2 separate regions of the Sus scrofa genome follow, and region 2 is linked to region 1. The links are chromatin contacts, called in public Hi-C maps. All regions are on one chromosome and are shown on one strand. Each heading gives the region's core, a stretch centred on a gene start, on an enhancer-like site or on the middle of the called end of the contact. The rest is flanking DNA. Distances are from core to core; before and after follow the strand shown.

Evidence for each region. Hi-C and Micro-C count contacts between places; a contact is called where the count stands out from the background.
Region 2: a Hi-C map of skeletal muscle shows a contact between it and region 1, with 5 times the contacts expected there. The contact joins the promoter of MARK2 here to the promoter of MACROD1 in region 1. A contact is called at or near these places in 3 of 5 promoter capture datasets (fetal liver, fetal skeletal muscle and liver) and 9 of 47 Hi-C or Micro-C datasets (alveolar macrophages, embryonic fibroblasts, liver and 5 more).

What each region holds. Positions count from the first base shown.
Region 1 is chr2:7,936,847-7,943,242 of Sscrofa11.1, forward strand. MACROD1 (MACRO domain containing 1) reads left to right here and starts at 2,279. Exons shown (of 11, transcript NM_001204770.1): 1 at 2,279-2,636. The coding sequence starts at 2,339. STIP1 (stress-induced-phosphoprotein 1) reads right to left here and starts at 2,154. Exons shown (of 15, transcript XM_003353794.4): 1 at 1,846-2,154.
Region 2 is chr2:8,211,883-8,218,278 of Sscrofa11.1, forward strand. It overlaps MARK2 (serine/threonine-protein kinase MARK2), which reads right to left and starts at 4,085. Exons shown (of 18, transcript XM_021082895.1): 1 at 3,643-4,085. The coding sequence starts at 3,696.

The sequences.
Region 1 (6,396 bases), core at 1,029-3,528:
AAACAGACAAACCAACTCAGATGCCCAGGATGTCCAGGGTGATTCAATGGCCTAGCCTTGGGAGACGAATTTCAGACCATACAGAAGGCAGCCTCCTGATAGGCACTGAGAGTTTCTACTGCCGGGTTCCCTGCTTCTCCTTGTCCTCCTCCCTAGACTTTGCCAGGAAGGGTGTAGTAAGTAGAATAACGACCCCCAAAGATGTCTGCATCCTAATCCCCGGAGCCTGTAAATATGCTGCCTTACGGGCAAAAGGGAGTTAAGGGCATAGATGGCATTAAGGTTGCTAATCAGCGGAGTTTAAGTGGGGAGATGATCCTGGATTATCCTGGTGAATTCACCGTAATCGCACAGGTCCTTGAAAAATGCAAGAGGGAAGCAGAAGCAAGTCAGAGGGAAAAGCCACTAGGGAAGACTGGTCTGAGTTATGCGACACTGCTGGCTTTGAAGATGGAGGAAGAGGGCCGAGAGTCGAAGAAGGGGGGTGGTCTCTGGAAGCTGGTGCTGACACCGTGATTTTAGCTCAGTGAGACTCAGCTCAGACTTCTAACCTACAGAACTTTAGGAAAATGAATTTTGTTTGTTCTTTAAGCTGCTAAATTTATGATAATTTGTTATAGCAACAATAGGAAACTCAAACACAGGGTCACCCACATGCTTCATTGCCTGAATCAGTTACATCTGCCTAATGACTTTCCAGACCACAGATGGGAACCAAACAACCTTGAGCTCAGCCTGGGCTCTGACCCTCAAAGGCCGTGTTGGCCTTGAGCCAGTCCTGGCTTCTTATCTGTGCTCTGGGGCAGTGCTGCCTCGCCAGGAACACATATTGAGTTAAGAAAGGGAGAGCAAATGGTTGTAGAGGGCTTATCTTGGCAAGGGCTGGTACCTCGTACCCTGTGGGTGGTTGCTGTCCTGGATGCAGTTGGCAAGGCCCTTCTTACACGGCTGAGTTACTGGAGAAGCAACAAGTGGCTTCCTGTCCCCTGGTTTATGATGGTCCCTCTCTACCCTCCCTCCCAGGGCTGATCACTGTCTACCTCCCGGTCTACAGGTCTGCTGCTGATCCTTTCTTGGGAACCATGGTGACGTCAGCTGCATCCACAGGGGGCTGTTCTGTGATCCTCCCTGCAGTCCTGTCCAGGGTTCCTGCTACACAGCACCAGAGAGGCCAGGTACACAGAAGCAGGTCTGCAACCAGCTAGACCTGAACTATGTCTTCCTCCTAATTTTTTTTTTTTAATTGTCTTTATAAGGCTGCACCAGAGGCATATGGAGGTTCCTGGGTTAGGGGTCGAATCGGAGCTGTAGCTGCCGGCCTACACACAGCAACGCTGGATCCTTAACCCACTGAGCAAGGCCAGGGATGGAACCTGCGTTCTCATGGATACTAGTTAGATTCGTTTCCGCTGAGCCACATCAGGAAATCCTTCCTCCTAATTTACAGCCCAAGAAGCAAGTCACAAGGGTAAGAGTGAGCAGAGCTGGTACTAAAACCTTCTCTGGAACCCTGGCTCCTTGTCCCAGGTTTTAAAAATATGCACTATTATATTTATCCAATAATAAAATGGTATAGAAAGACAATGTATTTTAAAAATCTACCTTTACAGTCCTTGTAAGAAATTAGGAAAAATATGAAGAAAAAAATCATCCCAATTCTTCCACCCAAGAACGCTCTTGGAGCTCTAGTTTTTTGCCTTCAAATTCCAAGATTTCCAGCTTTGCCTCCTCAGCTGCTCTAGCTTTGGTTCCAGCCGCGGCCCCGCGCGGCCCCGCGCATCTCTGCCCCTGGGGCTAAGAGGCAGCCGCTCAGCGGCCTGGGGAAAGTTGCCCAACCGGACATACCTGTTCGTGCCACTCGTCACCTTCCCAGGGCCGCTTGGGACCCGCGGCTCTCAGGAACTGGGGACAGGGTGGGGCCGCTTGACCCCTGGGGAGCTGCGCTCGGCTCTGTACCGAGGGGCGGAGGGGGGCCGGGGTCGCGCGCGGGAGGCGCCTCGGCCCAGGAAGTTGGCGGTGGCTGGGCCAATCCCGAAAGAGCGCACGGCTGCCGGCGACCCTCCGAGAGCAGGGCTTGCGTGCGGCTCGACCCACGCAGGCCCAGGCGGGGCGCGCACGTGTGTATAGGAGTGTGCGGGCCCCTCCGGCGGCCGGGACTACAAGTTCCAGGGTGCCCAGCGGCGCGCCCGGGTTTTCTGGCCGCGCGGCTCGCTGGCTCCCGAGCAGGTCGCCGCGGGCTGGCACGAGCCACCCGGTCCCCGTGTAAATAAGGGAGAGACTCTCCTAGCACCGTAAATAGAGTCCAAGTGGGCGGGGAGCCGCCCTGCGCCGCCCGCTCATGTCTCTGCAGAGCCGAGTGTCCGGCCGCCTGGCACAGCTGCGCGCGGCGGGGCAGCTGCTCGGCGCCCCGCGCCCCTGGCCCGGCCCCTCAGCGGGTGCCACGCGGACCCGCAGCAGTGCGTGCGGTCCCCCGGCGTCCCTGGGCGCGTACGACTCCGGCGCGCGGACCCCAGCGGGAGTTGGGGCTGGGGGGGCGGCAGCAGTGGGGCGGAGAGCCGGGGTGCGCACCTGGGCCCCCCTGGCCATGGCGGCGAAGGTGGACCTGAGCACCTCCACCGACTGGAAGGAGGCAAAATGTAAGTGTAAGCAGGAGGGGGGCGAGGGCCGAGGGCAGCCCTACTTGGGCCTTCACCGGCTGGACGGCACCCCACCAGCAGCCTCGTCCACCCCAGAGACCTGGGGAAGTTAAGACCCCCTGTCCCCTGGTAGGGACACCCCCCCTTCACAGCCACGCCCCCCATGTGCCCAGTGCCTTGAACCACCTAGCACCAGACCAGGTCTAGGTCCCCAGTCGAGGGGTGTGTGAGGAGGGTGGCCTCCCCTCGCTGGGATGGGTCACACGGCACCTGCGGAGATCATCGAGGGCCTGCTGCCTACTCTGTTGTGCAGAAGGGAAACTGAGGCTCAGTGCCTGAACCCAGGAGCCCAAGGTCACTCGGAGTTTGCTTCAGATCTGAAAGAAGGCTCTGAACTCCCCAGGCTTTGCAAAGTACGGTTTCTCAAGTGATGGCATTTTAGGCAGAGTGGCAGGGAATGGGCAGAGGGAACAGCTCTGGGGCTGGTGTCCCACCTGGTGGGATCAGATGGCCAAGAGGAGGGGCCTCTCTGTGCAGGCGGGATCCCCCCCATCGCTACCCTGGGAGCCTGCCTCTCTGGGCACGTGGTCTGGTGCCCTTTTGCCCTTATCGCTGGCCTCTGGCCACTTGTGAGCAGTTTCTGTCTCATTCCTGGGGAGCACAGGGCAGAGGAGCTGGAGGGCATGGCAGAGATAGTGCATTTTGTCTGAGAACAGTGACACCCCCTCCCGCCCACCCCCAGGAATCAAGCCATTTCCTCCTGCTCAGGGGCAGGGCATGAGTCCTGGTGGGCATGAGGCCCAGGGCTGGACTCTGGGCCTGGACCGAACAGGGAAGGCAAAGCAACCTGACCTGCGGAGCCGCAAATAGCCCCAGCTGCCCCTGCCCTTCAGGGCCTGCTCCCTGGGCTCTTGTGACCATTCCCGGCTGGATCCCCTTTCAAAAGGGCAGGGACGGCAGCTCATTGGCTGGGCCCATGTGGTGGAGTGGGTTTCAGCCAATGGGGCTGGGAAGGCAGGCCTGGGGCGGGGTGTGGTTGGGGGCCAGCAGACGGCGTCCTCTCGGGATTGGAGGTGGAGTTCAAGATGACTTGCCCCTGTCAGGAACTGCGGCACCCTCCCGGGGATCTTAAAGCGCCGGCAGGAGGCACTTGACTTTGCTCTTGGAGCGCAAGGAGTGTTTGTCACGCCCCCAGCTCTGGCCCCAGAACACCCTGGTGGGGAGTAGGGGGTTTGCCCCGCAGGGATCCCCACTTTCCCTTCTTTTCAGAGAACGGCAGCTCAGGGTGGTAGGAAAGAGAGCTGGGGCAGCTGGGGACCCAGGCACCGTTCCTTCTAGGACCCAGCTCCCCGCCCCCTCCCAATCGTTGGTGCCGCCCCAAACTTCCAGACCCCATGCAGCTGACAGGCCAGCCATTCCCAGCTGTTGGGCTTGCCATTCATTGAGTCCATTTTTATCAAGTGCTTTCTATGTAACCAGCACTGCCATGGTGCTGGGGAGACAGGCAGGGGCCCTGCCCTCCCAGAGCTTAGGGAGAAGGGACTGCAGAGGATGTGACCAAGGCAACCAGACAATGCCAGGTAGAGGTCAATGCAGTGGAGAAGCCATGGCGGATGGGGCTGGCCGAATCCAGTGTCCAGCCAGGGGGCAGTGTGAGGCGGGTGGGCTTGCCTCAGGAGCGCCGGCAGCCCTTAGATGGTAGCTTGTGGGAGTGAGACACAGAGAGATCTCTGTGTTTTAGTGGCGTCTTGCTGCATAATAACAAATTACTGGACATTTAGCAGCTTAAAACAGTAAACATTTATCTCAGAGTCTCTGAGGTCTAGAACTGGGTCTAGAACTGGGAGCTTAGGTCAGGCTGTGGATTTCTCAGGAGGTCGGTGGAGATTTGGGTGGGGCTGGAGTGAGCCCTTCCCAGATGGCCCGGTCAAGTGAAATGGCTGTTGGGGAGTTCCTGTCGTGGCGCAGTGGTTAACGAATCCGACTAGGAACCATGAGGTTGCGGGTTCGGTCCCTGCCCTTGCTCAGTGGGTTAACGATCCGGCGTTGCCGTGAGCTGTGGTGTAGGTTGCAGACGCGGCTCGGATCCTGCATTGCTGTGCCTCTGGCGTAGGCCAGTGGCTACAGCTCCGATTCGACCCCTAGCCTGGGAACCTCCATATGCCGCGGGAGCGGCCCAAAGAAATAGCAACAACAACAACAAAAGACAAAAAGACAAAAAAAAAAAAAAAAAAAAAGAAATGGCTGATTGGCTGAAGGCCTCGGTTCTTCACCTCAGGGCCTCTCCCCAGGCTGCTTGAGTGTCCTCGCGACATGGCACCTGGCTTCCCCCAAGCACGTGACCCAAGAGAGGGAAGGTGAGGAGACCAGGCCTGAAGCCACAGTGCCTTTTTGTGGCTTTGGTGCCAAGTCCACACTGTCTCTTCTGCTTTATCTTTTGTTTATTTAGAATCAAGTCACAGAGTCCAGTCTACATTCAAGGGGAGGGAAATTAGCTTCCACCTTTGGAAGGGCAGAGAATCAAAGAATTTGGGGCATAATTTAAAAACCCACAAGAGGGGCTGCCTCAGCTGGGCTCTGCCTCTGATTGGGATCTGAGCTTTGAGCTTTGAAGACCCGCACACTTTTTCTTCATTACATTTCGGTTTACATGTTCAGCTGAGTTGTACAGTGAGATTCATCAAGTGCACAGACTTTGAGTGAACAGTGTACTCGTACCTGAGTATCCAGCTGTGCAACCTCTGGGTAGAACATTGCCATTGCCCCAGAGGTTCCTTTGAGCCCTTTTCCAATCAATACCTTACAGCTAATCACTCTTCTACCTGTTCATTTCCTTTCTTCTTGAGCTTCGTATCACCAAGGCATACAGTGTGTCCAGTTCCTTTTACTAAATATCTTGTGTGATTTGTCCACATGATTGGGTGCGACATTTTCTCTTTTTCTTGCTGCGTAATATTCCGTAGTGTGGATACACCACAGTTTGTGTGCCCATTCTCTTGTTGATGGGCAGTTGGCTTCCAGTTCAGGCCTGTTGGGAATACAGCTGCTCTGAATATCCTTGTACATGTCTTTGATGGACATGTGCTCACCTTTCTCTGGCGGATATACCTACATAGGCCTCTAAAGACCCATCCGTGCCTGAGATGATTCTCTCTAGCACATGGTAACCAAACTCACGAGAGCCATGCATAGTTCAGAGGGTTCAGGTGTGGTTCGTGGTGGGGAAATACAATAGCAGTGGGTCTGGAACTCACAAGCACCTGGGCAGGGCCTCCTCTCCCTGAGGAAAGCCGTGTGGAAGCCAAATCATAGCCTTAAGTTTGCTCAGCAGCATGTGTTCTCAATTGAGTGATTTTGGAAGCGGATCCTGCTGGCCTGGGCAGGCTGGGAAGCTTCCCTGCTGGGTACACCTACCTGCCGAGGATCCCTTCCCTGGGCTGTTGCTCGGTATTTCAGTCCATATGCACAAGGCAGGGGGTCTCAGCTCGTGGCCCAGTGAGCCCTCTGGACAGGTGGCCAAATTCTGCCTGGCTTCTGCGTATTCCTTTTTTTTCACCTTCAAGCTGATTGCCCACTTCTCTGGACCCATTCCCCTCTAGGTAAGTAAATAGCATCAGACTGGATCTTCCTGGCTAGTAGACAGTCTTTTTTTTTTTTTTTTCTTTTTAGGGCCACACCCTTGGCATATGGAGGTTCCCAGGCTAGGGGTCGAATTAGGGCTGCAGCTGCCAGCCCACGCCACAGCCACAGCAACACCAGA
Region 2 (6,396 bases), core at 2,835-5,334, 280 kb after region 1:
AGAGCAAGAAGAGATTGGAGCTGGAAGACAACCAGCACAGTTTGTTTACCTATTTTCTGCTGAAACCAATTTAAATAATTTAAATCTAAATAAGGTAATAAAAGACCTTTGGGGGAAAGAAATCAACCTGACCAAATCCCTTGCTTTTTATTTCACAAAGTTAAGGCTTATGCAATGACTACTTTAGCCAGAATCGCCAAGAGGACTAAGAAGAGCTTTCTGGACTCACCTAGAAACATGATCTAAAGGAGACCAGTGCTTCACGCCTCCCTGGACTTCAGACCAGAGAAGCTGCTGCTTGTCTTTTTTCTTGTTTTAAAAAATACCGGCGGAAGCTCCGGGGTGGTACAGTGGGTTAAGGATCTGGCCTTGCCACAGGTGTGGTGAGGGTTCGATCCCTGGTCTGGGAACTTCCAGGGCCGACCAAAATAAATAAGTAAATTTTTAAAATTAAAAGAATATATATCAGCACCTGCCTGTAAGGTCGTTTTTTGGGTTGTTTTGCTTTTTTGGTTGTGCCTATGTCACGATCGAATCCACACCACAGCAGAAACCCAAGCCACTGCAGTAACAACACTGAATCTTTAACCCACTGAGATACCAAGAAACTCTCTGAAAGGTTTTGTTTTGTTTTGTTTTGTCTTTTTAGGTCCACACCTGAGGCATATGGAAGTTCCCAGGCTAGGGGTCAAAATGGAGCTGTAGCTGCTGGCCTACACCACAGCCACAGTAACTTGGGAACCTTAACCCACTGAGCGGAGCCAGGGATCGAACCTGAGTCCTCATGGATACTAGTTGGGTTCATTACCACTGAGCCACAATGGGAACTCCTGAAAGGTTTTTGGGTCTTTGGGGGGGGGTTGTCTTTTTAGGGCTGCACCTGTGGCACATGGAGGTTCCCAGGCTAGAGGTCTAACTGGAGCTGTAGCTGCCGGCCTGCACCACAGCCACACCAGATCCGAGCTGTGTCTTCTACCTACACCACAGCTCAGCGCAATGCCAGATCCTTAACCCACTGAGCGAGGCCAGGGATCAAACTTGCATCCTCACAGATGCTAGTTGGGTTCATTAACCCCTGAGCCACGACGGGAACTCCTTTAAAGTCCATGCTTTTACTAGAATGAGACTTATTATCAAGGCAATAGCGCTACTACGCTGAGAAGGACAACAGAAGCGATGAAGTGGCTCAGGGGAACTTAAATCCATAGAGTGGAAACGGGATGAGTAATTCAAAATCTGGAACAGGACGACAATGTATGCAGCCAGTGCCCTGGACAAAGTTATCAAGGAGGAGCCTATGCTCCCAAATGACTCCCACAGTTCTGCTATCTAAAATCAGTGGGTGCGCACTGAGTTCCTACTATGTGCTCATCCATTGCAGGGAAGAAAAGAAATCAATGCACACATCACAAGAAAAAGACCGTGGCAAGAACACATTCCCAATGAGTAAACAGCACAAAGAAACCACACTGAGACACTGTTACTCTACTTTGCTGAACACAATGCCCCCCACAGCCTCACTCAGAGAGTAGGCACTCGACTGCCACTCCCCAGATGCCTCAGGGTGCCAGTCAGTCACTTAGCCTCCTCCTACCAGCTCAGAATCAACAGTCTGGGAAAGTCCTCTGGTTACGCAGGATTTACCTGCTAAAATAAAGGTTGCTGAAATAATAGGGGAAAAAAAAAATGGAAGAGGCACCCTCGAGAGGGCCTCTAGAAAGCAGTTCCCCATAAGGAGAGAGAAACAGCTGGCATGCGAGGGAAAGACGGTGAGATACAGACGATGCTCCTATTTCCAAAGACCTCGGTCCCATGCAGAGCCACTGCCAAACCCAGTGCTGAAATGGAAATCAACCACCCCTCCCTCTCCACCCCTGTTTCACCCCCAGAAGCAATCAATCAATCCATCAGTAACTAAAGCGCCAACCACTGCGTAGAAAAACTTATCCAGAGCTCCTCTAGAGTTCCTGACTGCCTGGATGACAGAGTGAGGGAGTAACAAGAGAGAAAAACGCAGGAAAGTGAAAAGAGGGAAGATTTTTCAGAGAAAGACATTAACCTGCAAGAGGATATAACAAAGGTTCTACTGCACTATGCAGAGAGAAGGGAACAAGAGGGAACCAAAGAATGAAATGAGGGAAAAGGATGCAAAAATCACCGAAAGCCCCAAGGGGAGAAGAGCCCTCTTTTCAAGTCAAGTGTTTCTGCCCTGTAAAGTTCTCCACGGAGAAGGGTGTGACAGGAAGGGGACTCTCCACAGAGCAGGCAGCAAGGGACACTGGAGACGGGGAAAGAAAGAGGAGGGGTGGTAAGTGGACGCCTCGGCTCAGAGGTGAGATGACACAGAAAAGGCTAAGGCTTGGGTGACAAACGATAGCAGTGATTGCCAGGACGAGGGGGAGTGTGAGGCTCAAGAAACCAGCATGCAAAATACCCGGCCCCAGAGTTACAAAGACTAGCCAATCACAAGGGGGTGGGTAGGAGCACATGCAGGGAAAATAAGGATGAGGCGAAAAAGGCAGGAGACTAATATGGAGATGAAAGGCAATCCTGAGCAAGAGCTACAGTAAGGAAGACAGGGTGGGGGTAGAGAAACCGGAAGGCAACAAGCAAGGGGGGAGATACTATGGAGAGGGCCAGAGGCAGGAGTGGAGACAAGGAAGCGTCACGGTCTGCGTCGCGGTCTAAGGACAAAAAGGGAAGGACGGTGATGCAGCGGGGCCGGGAAAGATCTGAGCAACAGGTTGCGGTTAATGGAGTGGGGCTGAAATAATGTCTTCCCCTCGGCAGGAAGAGCTCAGGGAGCAGACTGGTAAAGTGCTCACAGTGAGAAACAGGAGACCGGGGCACCCCAGAGGAAGAGATCGTGACCAATCCAAAGGCTCTGACGGGGGTGAAGACTGGAACCCCCAAGACAACCTGTGGGAAAACTATGCGCATGACAGCTGGATGGGAAACACGGAAGCAACAAATGCCAGCGCGAGGCACCAGGGAGCTCCTGGAGAAGAGAAGGGAAAGTGATGAGCCAAGAGTAGGCGAACGATTTGGAAAGGTGATGAGGGTGGAGCTGGTGGGTTGCAAGCAAGACGGCGAGCACAATGTGGAGAAGCAAGAGGCAGCATAAAACGCTAGGGAACTGGAAGAGGATAGGGACTGAGAACACACTCCAGGGCAAGGCCCCCGAGGGTGGGAACCGGGACTGGGAGAACCGGTGCGGGCGGAGGGGACGCAAGGCTGGAGGGATGGAGGAAGAGGTGGACAACGATCTGGGGCAAATCGCAGGGTGCTACTGGGGGAGCAGGAGGGTGGCTGCTTTAAGCGTGGGTGGAGGAAGACCAGAAAGGCCCCTGAGAGAAAAAGGGAAGAGAAGAGGAAGCTGGGGAGGTAACACGGAAGAGCGCAGGAGGGCGGTGAGGGGAGACGGGGGGGTCGGCAGAAAGACAAGTGTGCAGCTTGGAGTCTGGACGAGGTGGGTCCCAGGACAGGACTCGGAAGGGGGATGTGCGGTGCCAGGAGCCAGATGACAGGGCAGCCGAGGCTTACAGAACGGCAGCAGGGGCACGAGGAGAACTGAGGAGGGAGGAGGCTCTGCAAGGTGCAGGGGCCCAGCCAGAGAATTCGGGGAGCCTTCAGGCTCCTTACCTGCTCGGTGTCCCTCTCGTTCAGCGTGGGTAGGGGGGTCCGGGCGCTGGACATGGCGCCGGTATCTCGGGGGAGGGAACCGAGAAGCTTGGAGGAAGGGAGGGAAGGGAAGGCGCGGAGCCCGGCCGGGCGGGGCTTCTCACAGCAGGGGCACCCGCCGCATGGGCCCCGGCCGGGGGTGCGGGGAGGCCGGGCTGCCGCTCACGCCAGCCCGGGGATGCGCCGCTCGGGCTAGGCCGCGCCGGCTCCGAGCGGCTCCGGACCGCACCCCCCCGACCCCCGGCTGGGCTGTGCCGCCTTTCGGCCGGGCCGCGCCGCTCCGCCTACTCTCTGCCGCCGCAGCCGGCCGCCTGCCTCGCTCCTCCCCTGCCCTCAGCGGCACTGCTCCGCGCCCGGCACCCAGGCAGCCGCCGCCGGACCTGCTGCTCCCAACATGGCCGCCACCACCGCCGGCCCTCGGCTCTTTCCGCCGGCAGCAGCCGGAAACATCCGAAGCGGCTTGAAACGGGAGGGGGGCGCGCCTTCTCCTCCCGGCCACGGACTACGGGTGAATTCCGGAAACACCCGAAGAAGGTAGCCCCGGGGACGCGCGCACCTCCTCGATTCCGAAGATCAAGCTTCGGCTCTGTTTACGGAAATCCACGAAGCCTCCCCGGGTACTCCAGCGATGCCCACAGGCTTTTCCCCGCCCACTTCGCGGGCTCTCGGCTGTTTCCGGAAACACCCGAAGCTGCTCCTCGTGCCGTGAGCCGGCCACGCCCCCATCCCGCCCAGCAGCCGACGGCGGTCGTCGGCCATTTCCGGCAACACCCGAGATCGGGCGAGCTTCGGGTCATTCCCTCGGGTGGTACCCAGATTCTGACTCTTCGTTTCTTTCCGTCAGTTTCCGGGTATTTTCAAACCTTGAACAGGGAGTGTGGATCCCCTGTGCGTGTTACTATTTGACTAAATAGAAAACGAAGCTGTTAGCTATTGGCATCCTTTGGTTCTAAAGTCAGCCCATAAATTCCATTTCATTTCTCATCCAGTTTATCTATCAACATGTGTGTCATCTGTCAGATGCAGCGTTAGTCTGCTACCTGTCTACCTACCGTTCATCACCTGCTATTGTCTATCGTGGCTTCTATTTATCTATCCATGCATCCCACATCTAGTCCACAGGGCTCCTCAAGGTCTCAGGCAAGCACTAGGTCAACGTCCTTGGCTTCCAATGCCAGAGGCTGCAGAGGTCCCCCCAGCCCTGGCATTCCACCCCCAGCTCTGCACAGTGAAAATGCTGTGTGATCTTGGAAAAACACATAACATCTCTATGTTTAGACTCCTCAATGTCCCTATCTTGAAAGAATCCATGCCTTTGTTCCAGTGATGACATTCTAAATAACATCTTTGAATTTCAGTTGCCTTTTTTTTCCTTCAGAAAAAAAAAAAAAGTCTTTTAATTGTTCAAAATAGCACAAAATGACATCGCTCTATGGCAATATTGAGTCACACCAGTTCCCTTTTTAAATACCCCTGTGAGGTAGGGCAGGAGAGACATTCTCGTCTTAATACACATTTCAGTTATCCCTTCTAAGGAAATTCATGGGAAAGAAAAGAGCAACTGGCTGAAAATGAAGATTCCTTAGGATGGCCCAAAGAATGAGCACCTGGAAAAATCCCTTTCCTTCCCTGGGTCTCAGCTTCCCTATCAGTAAATTGAGACCACCAGATTCATGAGCTCTGGGGTCCCTCTCATCTCTGCAGGGCCCCTATCTTTAACAGGAAGTCCATGTGCCAACCTGAGTCCTCTCTTCAACTACCCCGTAGACTGTCTCACCAGGGAGAGGCAGTAGGCTGACTGATCTGATTCCCCTGGTTCTAAGTGGCCCCCACTCATCATGCCCTAGTCATTTTAGAAAACCATCCCCCCAAACTCACCCTAAGATAGGCAGAAGCGAGAATCCCCACAAGAGCCAGAGACCAAGGTCGAGCAACAAGTCAACAGGAGTTCCCTGGTGGTGCAGTGGGTTAAGGACCTGGCATTGTCACCACCATGGCTTGGGTTGCTGCTGTGGCCTGTGAGTTCAGTTCCTGGCCTGGAAACTTCCACATGCCATCGGTGTGGCAAAAACAAAAAACAAAAAAAAACAAAAAAAAAAACAAATCCCCAAAAGCGCCAGAGTAGAGAGGCCTAAGGGCTTATGGGGGAAAGTGCTTGACACTTGACTTCCAATTCCCAGTTACAGCATGTGGAGCAGAGCCCTTGGCTAAGTCAGTCAGATAAACAGGCAGACCAACAAAAGCAATGAGAGGACGCTATGAACTTCCTCAGCAGCAGGTATAGCCTACAGTCCTGGTAAAGGCGGGGGGCTCCAGGACACCCCCCCACCCCCCACCTTAGCCACTGAAGAAGTTGGTGAAAGGATACAGAGGGAGGAGGTGAAAGTGGGAAAAGAGGAAGAGGTGAGGACAGAGGACATTCCCCCACCCCAAATTCATCTGGAAAATCCATGAGAATGATCTGCCCTCTGGTGGCCAAAGAGAGACTCACTGCTGATTCCTGTACCCAGTATCCCCTCCACGGCTTGGGTCCAGAGAGGAAGGGAAAAGGGGAAGGAGTTGGAGGAGCAAAGGAACTTGCACTCAGGGGTCCGCCTTGGCCCCTATCTAAGCAAACTTGACTAAGCAAACTCTACTCCCTCCATGCCTCTCCTTGCTCAAGTCCCTTAGCCCCCACCTCTACCCTACCTGCTCTTCTAGCTTCACAAGGCTGCC